Regions from separate parts of the Mus musculus genome. Here region 2 is linked to region 1. The links are chromatin contacts, called in public HiChIP or PLAC-seq maps. All regions are on one chromosome and are shown on one strand. The core of a region is the stretch at or near the end of the contact, and the rest is flanking DNA. Distances in the headings are between cores, read along the strand shown.

Region 1 (7,134 bases), core at 1,293-3,792:
GGCATAGTTGTGCCTGTGCAATCCCAGCACTCAGGAGGTAGAGGCAGGAGAATCTTGAGATCAAGGCCACCGCCCGGATATCCATACTTCCTTTAGGCTTTGCCCCAGTCAGGGGTTCCCTTCTCCCCCCCCCCCACCCCCACCCCCGCTTTTGGTTTGGTAACAGCTAGAGTTGTACACAGGACTCTGATGTTATTTAGATGGACATTTCTGTGGTTACAAAGGATGTGACTCGGGAGCAGCCTAATGGAGGCACTAGGGAGCAAAGTGGGGGCCAGGGTCACCACCGAGTCACCCTGAGTCTGCTGGCTATATCACCCTCTTAGGGAGTTCACCATGCCCTGCCCGCCATTCAAGAGGGTCCATCACAGAGGCATGATGGCGTCAATCATTGGCCACTGGTGACTGAACTAAGGCTCCAGCCCCCTCCCCTCCCGGCAGAGGATGGAGAATGGAACTCAAACCTCCAATTTATAATCCCAGAAGCAGAGGCAGGAGTGTTAGCAGCTCCTAACCAGCAAGCTACACGACAAGACTCTCTCAAAATAATAATAATAATAAAAATAATTTATAAAAGTTCTAACTCCAATTCTTTCTTGTGTCTCTACTATCCAGTCCCCTCCCTGAAACTCCCTGGGGGCCCAAGGCCACCAGTGATCTTACTAGCACACCAAACGCAGCTTCAATCCTACGGCCTTCGGTGCTGCAGATGCAGTCAGTGTCTCCCAGGGGCTGAGGAGATAGTAAGCTGTGAAATATTTCATATAGAAGCGAGAGGCTTGAGTTCAATCCCCAACACCTGTGTAAAAAGGCTGGCACATCACAGTCAGCTGTAACCCCGGGCTGAGAGGGCAGAGACTGGGGGTCCCTGGGGCTTGCTGGAAACCATTCTAGACAGTCAGCTCTAGGTTCAGTGGAACACTCTGACTATAAATAAATAAATAAATAAATAAATAAATAAATGCGGGGTTGCAGGCTGCTGGCTTAGGGGGTTCAGTGGGTGAGAGCACTTGGCTCTCCACCCTGATAAACACAGTTTGTTCCTCTGGAAAAGAGCTGGATTCTGTGGCTCAGGTCTGTAACCTCAAGGGCAGCGCTCCTGCAGGGAGAAGAGAGGAGAGACCACCTCCAAAACATGGTGGGAAAAGAGAGCTGACTCCTAAAAGTCGTCCTCAGATCCCCATATGTGCAGTGTGGCATGCGTGCGTGCACACACACACACGCACTTACACACACACACACACACGCACACACACGCACACATACACACGCACATACACACACACATACACACGCACATACACACACACAAACACACGCACATACACACACACATACACACATGCACACATACACACACACATACACACACACACATACACACACGCACACATACACACGCACATACACACACACATACACACACACATACACACACACACACACACGCACATACACACACACATACACACACACACACACGCACACACATGCACACACACACACATACACACACACACACACACACACTACTCTAAATAAATATTTTAACAACAAAACAAACAAAAACAAGAAAATAAGGTGAAGAGCACCAACAAAGACACCTGAGATCACCCTCAGCCTCCACACACATGTGCAGATGCATATATGAACATGCACACATACATGCACATACACACATATACACGAGGTTGTCTTCCCATCATTTATAGCTTACAGTCAGAAGAACAATTCCAGTGAGCCCATTTAATCCTCAATCTTTTAAATCTTGTGTTATTATTATTACTATTATTTTATGTGAGTGTATATCACATGTATGTGAATGTACCATGAAGGTCATAAAAAGATGTCTGACCCCTTGTACCCGGAGTTACAGACGTTTGTGAGCCGACCAACAGGGGTGCTGGGGTCCAAGCTTGGGTCCTCACCATAGATCACAAAGCGCTCTGAACCACTGAGCCATCTCTCCAGTCCCACAAGTTCTATTTTTTAAACTGTAATTTTTTTCTTTAGGTTGGCTGAGTTGAGATTCTCAATACCATAAGCACAAATGAGAATATACAAAGTGGGCAAATACATGAATATGAAGAAAGACTGTGGCTGCGAGTGTGTGCAGCCTGGAGCCGAGCGCACCAGCTCTGTAAATAACCAAAGAGGGATTATGTGATAGAAGAAGTCGGTGTATTTTGGACTAAGCTGAAAGTCAGAACCAGCCCCGTAGAGTGGGACTTACATAAAGCAAATTTTCATTTATTCTAAGAAAAACTGCAAACAATTTGAGCTACTTATTGCTGGAAAGGGCTGGCCGAGGGGACAGAGAAGGGACCCAGACACTGAATTCATTCCTACAAGGATGGAGGGGGTCCTGGGCAGGTCTGGGAGGGTAAGATCAGGCCAGAAGCTCAAAAATGTGTACAGAATCTACAGGTGATGGTGTTCTAGCAGCTGTGCTGCGTGGGTCTGCAGTGGAGCCCAGAGGGTGCCTTCTAACCAACTCTGAGGAAGGCAGGCCCTGCTGCCCCATGAACCACACCTTGGGTAGCTCAGAACTCAGTAAGCTCTGTAGACCTTAGGACTCTGGGGTTCAGTGCCTGTGACCTCAAGCTGATAGGAACCACACCCATTCCTTTCCTTTTCTTCAGGATTATTTGTTTAATGGGGAGTGGGGAGCACACACCAGCTATGGCGCTCATAGGAATCCATAAAACGCCACGAATTCCATCCTCTCCTTCCACCGTGAAGAGCCCAGGGATCAAACCCAGGCCGTCAGGCTTGTCAGCAAGCCTCTTTTCCCTCTGAGCCACCTCCACAGCCCTCTTTTTTATTAAAACAATTTACATATAATATTTGTACGGAATGGCAGGCTTGTGGTATTTTCCCTTTTTTTTTTTTTTTTTTTTTTTTAGCATCAGTCTGTGTCAAAATCATCTGACTCTCAATCCCTTTGTCCCTTCCTTTTCTGCTGATTCTCCCACTCTCAAAAGGGTGTGTGTCACACTCCTGGAACCTGCTTTATTTACTTTTTATAATGCAAAGTTCACTTAAGACAGAAAACATACGCTATTTGTTCCTGGGTCTGGCTTATTTTCAGTTCCACCCATTTTACTGCGACTTCATTTCACTCTTTATGGCTGAATAACAGTCTGCACATGAGTATAGATGAGTGGCACACATTCTTCCTCCATCCATTAAAGCTGACCCGTCGTCTGTTATACTTCTAGAACTTAGCACAGTCCTTGGCACACAGTAGGTACTCAAAACCAAAAGCAAAATGTATTAAGTGCTACTCAGCAATAAAAAGAAACCAAGTGGTTCTTTTTGTTGTTTGGGGGGCACCGGGCTTGAAGCCGCCAGGCACAAAGCATGTCAGACAAGCCTATACAGTACTCATCCTATTTTTATTACACTAGTTTATTATATGTGTGTTGGCATGCTATAGAGGTCAGAGTCCAACTTTTAGGAGTCTCTCCTTCCTAAGGAGATTTAGGGTTCAGGAGTAAACCCAAGTTGTCAGGGCAAGATCCTTTACCAACTGAGCTGTCTCAATGGCCCCTCTATGACATTCTTTAAAAGACAATACTACACTGACATAGAATATATAAGAACTTGCAAGGAACCAAGAGAGGGAGGAGAATGTAATTATAAAAGAATAAATGGGAAGTTGGGGGTGGGCAATGAAACTGTTTATATTCTCATGGTGACTAAAGAAATCTCTACATGTATTAAAATGTACAGATATGCATTCCAAAAAGGTCAGTCATGCCGTGTGATCATTTTAAAATAAATAGTTTGTGATAACTATTATCACAACCAGGCATTTACTAAATACCTATCTGGAAACAAGCCAGATCCACGGGTGTTTGTTCAAGTCGACGTGATGAAGGCTGGGGCTGTAGCCCAGTAGCAATCGCTTGCCTGGCAAGTGAGAGTCCTGGACTCTAAAGCATCATCATCACCAACAACAACAACAAAAAGGATGTGAAAGAAAAAGCTGCCATGGGCTGGCGAGATGGCTCAGTGGGTAAGAGCACTGACTGCTCTTCTGAAGGTCCTGAGTTCAAATCCCAGCAACCACATGGTGGCTCACAACCACCCATAATGGGAATGGCATGTCTGAAGACAGCTACAGTATACTTAACGTATAATAAGCAGGAGCAAGGACTGAGCGAGTGGAGTTGACTGGAGCGAGTGGAGTCAACCAGAGTGGGTAGAGGTCCTAAAAAAATTCAATTCTGAACAACCACATTAAGGCTCACAACCATCTGTTCAGCTACAGTGTACCTATATACATAAAATAAATACATTTTTAAAAAGAAAAAGAAAAAGCTGCCACGTTCAGGTCCACCCTCATCCTTAAAACTTGTGTCTTGGGGCTGCTGGCAAGGCGGTCTAGTGGGTAGGGTCACGTGCTGGCAAGCCATACAATTTGATTCCCAGAACCCACGTGATAGGAGATAACTGATTCCCGAAAGCTATCCTCTGACCTCCATACACACACACACACACACACACACACACCAAAGTAAATAAGTGTGGAAAAACACATTTTATAAATTTCTTTATGGCAGTAACTAACCACCGAAAGCCATAAGGAACAATGGCAGCAGGGAGCAGCCTAAATCAATTTGTCATCCATATTGATTATGCTCTGTGCTTCTGAAGGCCATGGACAACTTGCTGGGCAGGCCACACCCATTGCCTATTCCTTCGTGCCCCCACCTAACATCTCCACGAGTTTGCCTCCAGACGAGCGAGCGTGGCCTGGTAAGCTGTAAAATCCATCCAAAGGCAAAGCTGATGTGCGTAATCCAGTCTAGCTGACAGATGTACGCCATCGAGCCTAGAGCCGACAAAATCTCTACTCAGGACCTGTGGTCATTGGGCCTGGGTGTGGCTCGGTCCGTAGAGCACTTGCCTAGCACCGTTTAGACCTGGGTTCAGTCTCTAGCACGTACTACATAAACCAGATGGTATGGTGGATCTGCTTAGACACAAGCTCATTCTAAGCTACGTTGAGCTCAAGACCCAGTTCAATATATGGGTCTCTGCCTCTAGAATAGCAGTTCTCAGGTTGTGGGTCACAACCCCTTCGGAAGTTGAACAACCTTTTCATAGGGGCCACCTAAGACCATCAGAAAACACAAATATTTATATTACAGCTCATAACGATAGCAAAAATTACAAAACTTCAAAAAAGTTTTAAAATAGCAATAATTTTTGTTTTATTTTATGAGACATGGTTTCTCTGTGTAGCCCTGGCTATTCTGGAACTTGCTGTGTAGACCAGGCTAGCCTCGAACTCAGAGAGCCACCTGCCCCTGCCTTTTGAGTATTGGTACTAAAGACATGTGCTGGGGCTGGTGAGATGGCTCAGCGGTTAAGAGTGCCAACTGCTCTTCCAAAGGTCCTGAGTTCAAATCCCAGCAACCACATGGTGGCTCACAACCATCCATAATGAAATCTGATGCCCCCTTCTGGAGTGTCTGAAAACAGCTACAGTGTACTTACATATAATAAAATAAATAAATAAATATTTTTTAAAAAGACATGTGCCACCACTACCCAGCACAAAAATAATGTTATGATTGTGGGCTACCACAACCTAAGGAACTATATTAAAGGGCCACAGCATTCCGAAGGTTGAGAATCACTGCTTTAGAGCAATGCAGAAAGTTATAGTAGCACACAGAGGCAGGTGGACCCTGTGAGTTCCGTAGCCAGACTTAGTTGTCCTCTGTGTCTACAGTGGCAAGTACAGGTGCGTCCCAGAACCTACCCCAGAACTACTGTGACTGACCCAGGAACGGCTGTGACTGATCCCGGAACCTCTATGACTGGCCCCGGAATCACTATTACTGAGTTACCTTCATGGCAAAGAGACTTTGTAGATCTCATGTGTTCTTAGTCTTGAAATGGAGAAGTTACCCTGCGTTATCCAGTGAGATGCAAGAGAGTTCCAAGAGTCTCTAAAATCCTGGGTGTGGTGATGCACACCTGTGATTCCAGCATACAAAAGTTAGTGATGCAGGAAGATGATAAGCTTTAGGCCAACATAGGCTCCATAGCAAGACCTCATCTTAAAACTTAAAAAAATGGGCTGGAGAGATTGGCTCACGTGGTGGCTCACAACCATCCATAATGAGATCTGATGCCCTCTTCTGGGTGTCTGAAGACAGCTACAATGTGCTTAGATATAATAATAAAGAAATCTTAAAAAAAAAAAACTTAAAAAAATAAAATTAAAATAAGGAAGAGGTAGGAAAAGGAACAGATCAAAGAAATTGCATGAGAGCCGTTTAGAGGGCTCAGCAGGCAAAGGAGCTTGCTGTGGACCTGATGGCCTGAGTTCAATTCCCAAGACCCACATAGTGGAAGGAGAGAACCAATTGAAGAAGAAACTTCAACTGCTATTGCTGGCTTGAAAAATGGAAGAGAGGGGCTGGAGAGATGGCTCAGCCGTTAAGAGCACTGACTGCTCTTCCAGAGGTCTTGAGTTCAAATCCCAGCAACCACATGGTGGCTCACAACCATCTGTAATGGGATCCAATGCTGGTGTGTCTGAAGACAGCTGCAGTGTACTCATATACCTGAAAACATAATCAGGTAGAAACCACTGCACCCCTGAAACCTACAAAGGGAACACTGTCCTGCCAATAGGCATGTTAGCTCCTGAGACCTACTTTGGATTTCTGACCTGGAGACCTGTAAGGTAATACTTTGTGGAAAGTGTTTTTAACTTATTTTGGCAAAACATACAACATAAATATTACCACTGTAATTCTTTTTTTCTCAAGATGGGGTCTCATGTGTCGCCCAAGCTGCCCTCAATTCCCAAGCTCCTAGGGTCTAGAGTAGATGGGTCTGATGGTGCTGGCCACACCCAGCTTAATTTTCATGGTCAGCTCAGTGCAGAGTAAGAAACCTCACTCCACCATCTCTCCTCTAAGGTCCCTCTCGTGCCTAGAGAGCACATTGAAGCCATCTTTGTGTACTAGCCCATTTTCCTCAAGAACTGAGCCCACAAATCTACAACAGCACTGGAAAGAAGAGAACCAACCATTAAACTTTTTGATGAGCTGTCTTTTGATTTTTGAGAAAGGGTCTCATATTCCAGGCTGGCCATGGAATGACCTT
Region 2 (7,134 bases), core at 3,359-5,858, 170 kb before region 1:
GGTGATTTGGGATCCGGGCATCTTTTTGCTTTGGCTTTCCAGATAGTTTTATCTTATCTTCAAGTATATGTCAAGATTCCACAATGACCACTATCTTTTCCTACAGTTGTCTTGTTAAGAGAGAGGAAAACTGATTATGGAAAGCAAAGGACTTAATTTCATTTCCTACTGGACATAGCCTGACACATGGCATATTTGCAAGGGACGCTGGGAAAGAGCCTGGTGCGTGGCTTTAAGCAGCACTGAGCAAAATGGGAAAGGCCAATGGGTATTTGTGGATACCTGCCATAGAATCTGCCAGTGAACAAAGCCTTAGGAACATATTCCAGAAGATTCTACCAGAAAAAGGGAGCAGTAGAGGACCTACCATTTCATATCTACTTGATTTAGACTGTCCTAAGTTGGCATGCCATAACCTTGACAGGTGTGTCTTGTCTCAGGGTCATGTTTACTTGTGATGATGATTATAATTATTTTGTTAAGCCAGTTAATTTTTTAAAAATACCACGCTTCAATATTCAACATGAGAGTGAAAACTCATCCTTTGATAGGGGTTCTGGAAGAACAACTCATGTACACAGGGGAAGTGTGAGATGTTTGCAGTCGCCCCTAGGATTGGAACAAGCAGAGGATGAGTTCACAAGAGGGGATCCCCCTCAAGCCTCAGCCCATTGTTTCTCCATCACAAGACTTTCTTCTCAGTGGGACCAAGGCTGACTCTACAGCTTTGAACACTTGGAGTAGCTGTGTGTAGGAAGAGGTCCATCCAGTTAGTGGCTTGCTCACAGTCATTTCCTTCTTCCACAGGGCCTCATCTTCTCACAAAACATTCTCCAGTTGTCTTAATTGCTAGAGTTCCAGGCAGAAGGCTCAGGTTCTCAGTGGCCCTGGCCCTAGCTTTCTTAGGACACACCAGAGACTTTGCAAGATACCCAAACTTGCAGTTCTACCACATACCAGAACCTTAGAGAGTGCAGGACAGAACTCCATGGATGAATGTAGACTATAGAGTCATTAACCACTGGCTTCTGTCTGGTGGCCCTTTCAGAACCTTCTGCCTGTCATTTCAACATCAAGAATGATGGAACCAGTTGATATTTGTCATGTCTGCTTCCTGGCAGAGACAGGAAGGTTGAAGGGTCAGCAGCAGAGGTGATAATGGACAGAACTCTTGGGATGAGAGGCACAGGACAAGCATTATTGCTGAGCAGGCATGGTGCTTACATTTGCAGACACTTCTCTTTTCTCAATCCCCAGGAAGACAGAGACAAACTGGTTAAGATGTCAGAGTCATAACGAAACTTCTCCACAGAGAAAAAGCTTCAATATTGGGAAGAAAGACACCACCCTCCTTCTGTTATCTACCATCCTGGAGAAAGCATCCCCTAGACCCTGGCTTTCTGTCACCAACAAAATACCAGACACAGTCAAGTTTTAAGAAGAAGCAGTCAGAGAAGAAGAGGAGGAAGAAACAGTCTACTTGGGCACAGTCTTAGAGGCTTCAGGTCATGGTCAGTTGGCTCTGTTGCTACTCCTCATCGCCATAGGGGAACATCAAGGAAGAGAGAGTCTGAGCTTCCCTTCAAATGGCATGGCCCCCAGTGACCTACCTTCTTCCTACTAGGCTGAACTGCATAGCGGTTCAACCCCTTGCCTCCCTTCCAATCACATCATGGGGTGGAAACCAAGTCTTTAACACATGAGAGACATTCAGGATTCAATGTGCAGCAAGTCTTTTCTGTCTTCTTAAAATGCTAGCTCTTTTCATGAACATCCAATGACTTTATCCAAGTGTTCATGCACATGTCCTGTGTGTGTGTGTGTGTGTGTGTGTGTGTGTGTGTGTGTGTGTGTGAAGGCAGATGTGGGAGATGTGGGTGTGCATATGCATGTGACAGTCAGAGGGTAACCTCGGGTATAATTTTCAGGCTCTATCTGCCATCTGGTTTTGTTTTTTTTTGGTTTTGGTTTTGTTTCAAAACAGACTCCAAGTGGCCTAGAACTCACCCAGTTAGCTAAACTGACTGGCCACCAAGTCCCCAGAATCCATCCACCTGTTTCCACCTCCCCAGTACTGACATTACAACCATGTACCACCACCACACAAGGCTGTTTAACATAGGTCCTGGTGACAGAACTCGCGTTCTCATGAAACCAAGGCAAACATTTTAACCATAGAAGAAGAACAGGTCACTGCCCAGCTCCTGGCCACCGTTTATCTCACTCTCTTCCTCTTTAGGTGCAGTGACTCTGAGCTGGCCCTGAAGAGGAAATTCAAGTCCATTGAGTCACCTTTCACTGAAGCCAGGGGGAAAAACCCAGAAATCCCTTTGCCTTCCAGACCCAACCAGAAGCTTTTAAGGACCTAATCTCTTGAAAGATGTTTATCTTCATGGCTTATTTAATCATTAGTCACTTCAAATCAGGAGCTAGGCCTCTAATGAGTGGCCCTCGATACCTTATCAAAATGAAAGCATCAAAACATTCCTGCCGTGGAGACAACGGCTAAGGCTCTGGGGATGAGCCGCCGCCTTCTGAATCTCAAGGGCAAGAAACTGCAGACTGAAGACACTGCCTCACATGTCTCAGATGTCACATGGGCAAAGGCTGTGTGAGTCCCATGCTTTTCCTGATAAATACCGTTAATTTTCCATATCTATGACTTGCACAGCTGTGACTTCAACCATCCACAGAGCCAAGATTCAGGGAAAAAAACAAAAACTAAGTCTGGAGGCCAGCAAGACAGCTCAGCAAGTAAAACTCTTGCCCAGAAAGCCTGCTGAGAACCGGCTCTTAAAAGTTGCCCTCTGATCTTCACCTACACACTTGTGGCATGCTCATACCCACATGTATACATACATGCACACATACAATAGTAATACACTTAGAAAATTATATCTGAGGTTGGCAAGATGGCTCCCCTGATAAAGGTGCTTAGACTGCCAAGCCAAGCTGACCCTGGCAACCCAGAAAGGGCTGCTTTCTGAACATTGATCTCTGACCTCTACATGTATGCTGTGGAACACATGGATATAAAGAACATGGGAGACGTTCATAGTTTGGGAGAGAAAGGACCTCACTCTGTAGCTCTGGCTCACCTAGAACTGGGTGTCCCAAATGCTAGGATTACAGGCATAGTCACAGTGTCCATTCAGTTGTTGTTGTTTTTCTTGCCATTGAATGCAGAAGACGTGGGCATCCGCAGTTTGGGTGGGTCTTGGCGTGGGTCTTGGCGTGGGTCTTAGAACTGATCACTCAAGGCTGCCGAGGTGCTATTTGACCTGGTTTTCAGAAGCCAGCTAGTTAGTAGTGATCTGTTTTTTCCAAGTCTTCAGAGAGCATTGGGACTTCCTCTGCATATTCACAGATACTTGAAACTGCCCTCAGAGTCTGAACTCTCTAAAGCAGAGGCGCTTCCACACGCTTGCTAGCTATGAGTAATCCTCTACTTCAAAGTCCCCTGTAGGTGCACAGGGCCAAGTAACCAATTATATGCAATGGGCAGGGAGCAGAAGAGACATATGCTTGGCCCTGCAGGGACAATAACAGTGACCAGTTACAACAACAGCATCTTAAATTGCAACTGAGTCACTGACACATAATCACTGCCTGTAAGTCACAGGAATTATATTTAGATGGCCGAGAAGTCGGCCTTTGTGATGTCAGGCTTCTGAAGCTAAACATTGGGGTTTCTTGTCCCTACAGCACAGCCTAACTTAGCCTAACCTAACCTAACTGATGGCTCAGGATGTTGCATTGGCCCAGCAGTTCTCAACCTGGGGGTCACAATCCCTTTATGGATCGAACAATCCTTCCCTTTCACAGGGGTAGCCTAAGGTCACTGGGGGGGGGGGAGGAACAAATATTTATATTATGACTCATAACAGTGCAAATTTACAGTTATGAAGTAGTAGCAAAAATAATTTTATGGTTGGGGTCACCACAACACAAGGATCTGTATTAAAGGGTCACAGCACAAGGAAGGCTGGGAACCGCTGCTTTAGAGGATCTCTTTGGAAGCTGAGAAGTAAATCTCAAATATCAATATATCAAATAAATATATTAGCCCTGTGCAGAGGACAGGATGGAATGGTTAGCAGACAGAACCTCCCGTGTCTGCAGCTTACGCACGGCTGGCTAGAAAGATTGTTATCAGACACGGGGCCAATAAAGGTGCATGCTTTGAGGCAAAGGAACAGGTTTCTATGACATCATAAATGAACCTAGCATAGCCCAGAGGTGTCGGGGATGACATCTCAAAAGTCTGGAATCCCAGAAGAACACTGAAGGTCTGTCTCAGGGAGCAGCCTTGGGAATGCTTCATAAGCGCAAAGCTCTGCGTCAAACATTTGACATCCACAGTTCTCACTACTGCTACTGTCCCAGGAGGTGGCTCTAGGAGCCACCCCACTTTACCAATAAGGAGCTCTTGGCTCAGCAGAATGAAGTCATAGGCCCCAAGGAAGTACACGTCAGGTTTTGAACCCACATCCTCAGGCTCGCTTAAAAAAAAAAAAGCCAACTCTCAGTAGCTCCTGTGTTCCTAGTTCTTTAAACTCATCCAGAGAAATGACTCAAGCAGGAAGTTACCCTATGAGAGTCCCAGGGGGAGGATCAAAATGAAACTTGCAGTCCAGTGTCCACAATCGCCCTGCAGGAGGGGCATACAGCCCTCTCCCAGTCTCTCTTTAAAAGCTCCCTGGTTCCTTTTCATTTTTACAGCTTCTTCTCCCCACCCCTGGCCCCAGGGTGATTTCATTTCTCTTTTAGCAGATGGGGGAAAGCGTGGGCGGCTGGCCCTACAGTAGCCCAGCCACTGGCCTTCTTCCCCTCCAGACTTAATCCAGAGACAAACAAGAAGGACACAGCAGCTGTCTCTTCTCTTGGCTTCCTCTGATGCCTCCTTTTCTCCTTGCTACAGAAGCAGGAAGTCCTTGGATCACTATGTTGAAATGTTGCCTGGGTTAAGCTCATTGCTTTTCCTTACAGAACCCAACAGGGACATACTGACACCTAATCAGATATATGTTTCTCATGGAGATGTATCGCACAGGCTCATGTGTATGCATGCATGTCACACATATTCAACAACTGTTTAGATAGAATAAACCTTAGCCTGCCAGCCACTGTCAATAAAGGTTTATTCAAACACTCATTCCCTAACATCTCATCTGTGAGTGCTTTTGGTACTAAATGTGCCGAAAGTGACCTTATTATCTATGATTTTCAAAACCTAAAGTATTTATTATTTGCCTCTCAACAGGAAAAGTAAGCCTGGTTCTTGCTCCTCCTCCTAGTGTTCTGTGAGGTGCCTGCTACTTATAGGCTTGTAACAAAACACCTTAAAATGTAGCTGCTCACGCCCCACTGTAAGGGCTGGGAGATGCCAAAGTCAGTAAAATGCCTGCCAAAGGGGCTTGAGGAGCCATGTAAGACCAGGGTGTGGTAGTGCCTGTAGCCCCAATGAATGGCAGTGCATGCTCATAACTCCAGCTCTGGGAAGGTGGGAATAGGCAGACCCCCAGGCAGACCTCAGATGCACTCTCTCCAAACACACACACCACCACCACCACCACCACCACCACCACCACCACCACCACCATTGTGGCTTCTCTCATGATTCTGCATGTTGACCAAGCTGGGCCAGGCAGTATAGCTATCCATGACATAAGATCTGAAGCCAGGGCACCTCTGTTCACTTCCCTCATGTGGAGGAAACTGCCAATCACAGATGAGCTCAGCCTGTGTTCCTGGGTGGCCGAGAAGCCTCTGAGTTAGTGGTGCCTGTTGACCAGCCTTTGTGGAAAGTCGCAGCACAGTGGTGCTCCACAGTGTCTCCGGAATGAATGGGCTATAGGTGCCTATTCAGTGGTGATGTATTGGGTATGTGTGTGCAAAAGTATGTAGCAATGTGTGTGTATATGTATCTATCTGTGTACTTTCTGTATGTGTAGGTACTTATATGTGTGTATACTTGTATGTGTATGTATATCTGTGTATCTTCTCTATGTGTATGTACTTGTATGTGTTTGTATATCTGTGTGTGTATATCTCTGTGTGTGTGTTTGTATATCTGTGTACTTTCTGTATGTGTGTGTACTTGTATGTGTATGCATATCTGTATGTGTTTGTATATGTGTAAAATATATCTGTGTGCATACATCTCTCTTTGTCTCTGTCTTTCCCTGTCTCTGTTTCTCTCCCTCTCCCCAAACCCTCTGTGTATGCGTGTGTAGGTTACCCTATGGCTCTAGTTCTACTCAGCTAGTCTGCTGGGCCAAGGACCTTTAGAAAGCTGCCTGCTCTCCATTTCCAGTGCTGAGATTACACTATGTGCCCAGCTTTTCACTGCATCTGAACTGGGGCCCTCATTGCTTGCTCAGAAGCATTTTTACCTACCGAGCCATCTCCCCGGTCCCCTGATATTCTTTATAAAGTATCCATCTCAAATATTTTGTTATGGAAACAGAGCACCTACTTAAACACTAGTCAGATTCAACCTTTTTTTAAACTAATTAACTTGTAGTTCAGGAGATCAAACCAGGGCCTGCCTGCTACATGAGTGCTTTCCCACAGAGCTAAATCTCCAGCCTCAATCATATTTTCTTTGCTTTAATGCACAGCAATGCCTGAGTTCCGTCCCCAGTTGGTCGGGCTGGGCCTGAGTACCTAGTTAAAGCTCCGTGTAGTTCTAAAGTGTATCAGGACTGGAACCTGACTGGTAAATGGAGAGGCTGCTATAGGAAGATGCCCTAGGGGCTGCAAAGGAGAGGAAAGGTTATCTGCTGGGAATTCAAAACAGGAAAGTCTGCATGGCAGCACAGCCATGCTGGTAGGTTTATCTCAGCAGAATCAGCCACTCTCGGCAGGACACACCCACTCTCTGCTCTTGAATGTTGACTCCGTGGCCTTCCACCAGTGACTCTGTAGATGTAGACACCCAGACTCATTTGCTTGTACTATGGTAGCTGGCTTTGGACAAAGTGACCATAGGTCTCGGTCTGTTAATGGTGTTTTGCATATTTATTTTATTTTATTTTATTTTATTTTTATTACGTATATGGGTATTTGGCCTGCATGTATGTCTGAATACTACCTACGTGCCTGATGCCCACAGAAGCCTGAAAAGGATGT

Evidence for each region. HiChIP or PLAC-seq counts read pairs in DNA pulled down with a chosen protein or histone mark.
Region 2: a contact with region 1 is called in a FOXA1 HiChIP or PLAC-seq map of pancreatic cancer cells. The contact joins two enhancer-like sites. A contact is called at or near these places in 14 of 39 promoter capture datasets (the 3T3-L1 cell line, 3T3-L1-derived adipocytes, the C10 cell line and 9 more), 2 of 484 Hi-C or Micro-C datasets (the N1E-115 cell line and embryonic fibroblasts), 3 of 115 datasets of contacts at active chromatin or transcription factors (embryonic limb bud, embryonic stem cells and pancreatic cancer cells) and 1 of 9 other capture datasets (embryonic stem cells).

The regions. Positions count from the first base shown.
Region 1 is chr7:118,305,364-118,312,497 of GRCm38.p6, reverse strand. No RefSeq gene overlaps it. Among named protein-coding and RNA genes, the nearest start is that of Gm35083, 18 kb to the left of the region's middle. Within about 2 kb of position 2,542, at least 14 of the 459 cell types and tissues checked have an H3K27ac peak or open chromatin away from gene starts, as enhancers often do. A contact at or near this core is called in pancreatic cancer cells, where this site is marked.
Region 2 is chr7:118,476,740-118,483,873 of GRCm38.p6, reverse strand. No RefSeq gene overlaps it. Among named protein-coding and RNA genes, the nearest start is that of Itpripl2, 12 kb to the left of the region's middle. Within about 2 kb of position 4,608, at least 101 of the 459 cell types and tissues checked have an H3K27ac peak or open chromatin away from gene starts, as enhancers often do. A contact at or near this core is called in pancreatic cancer cells, where this site is marked.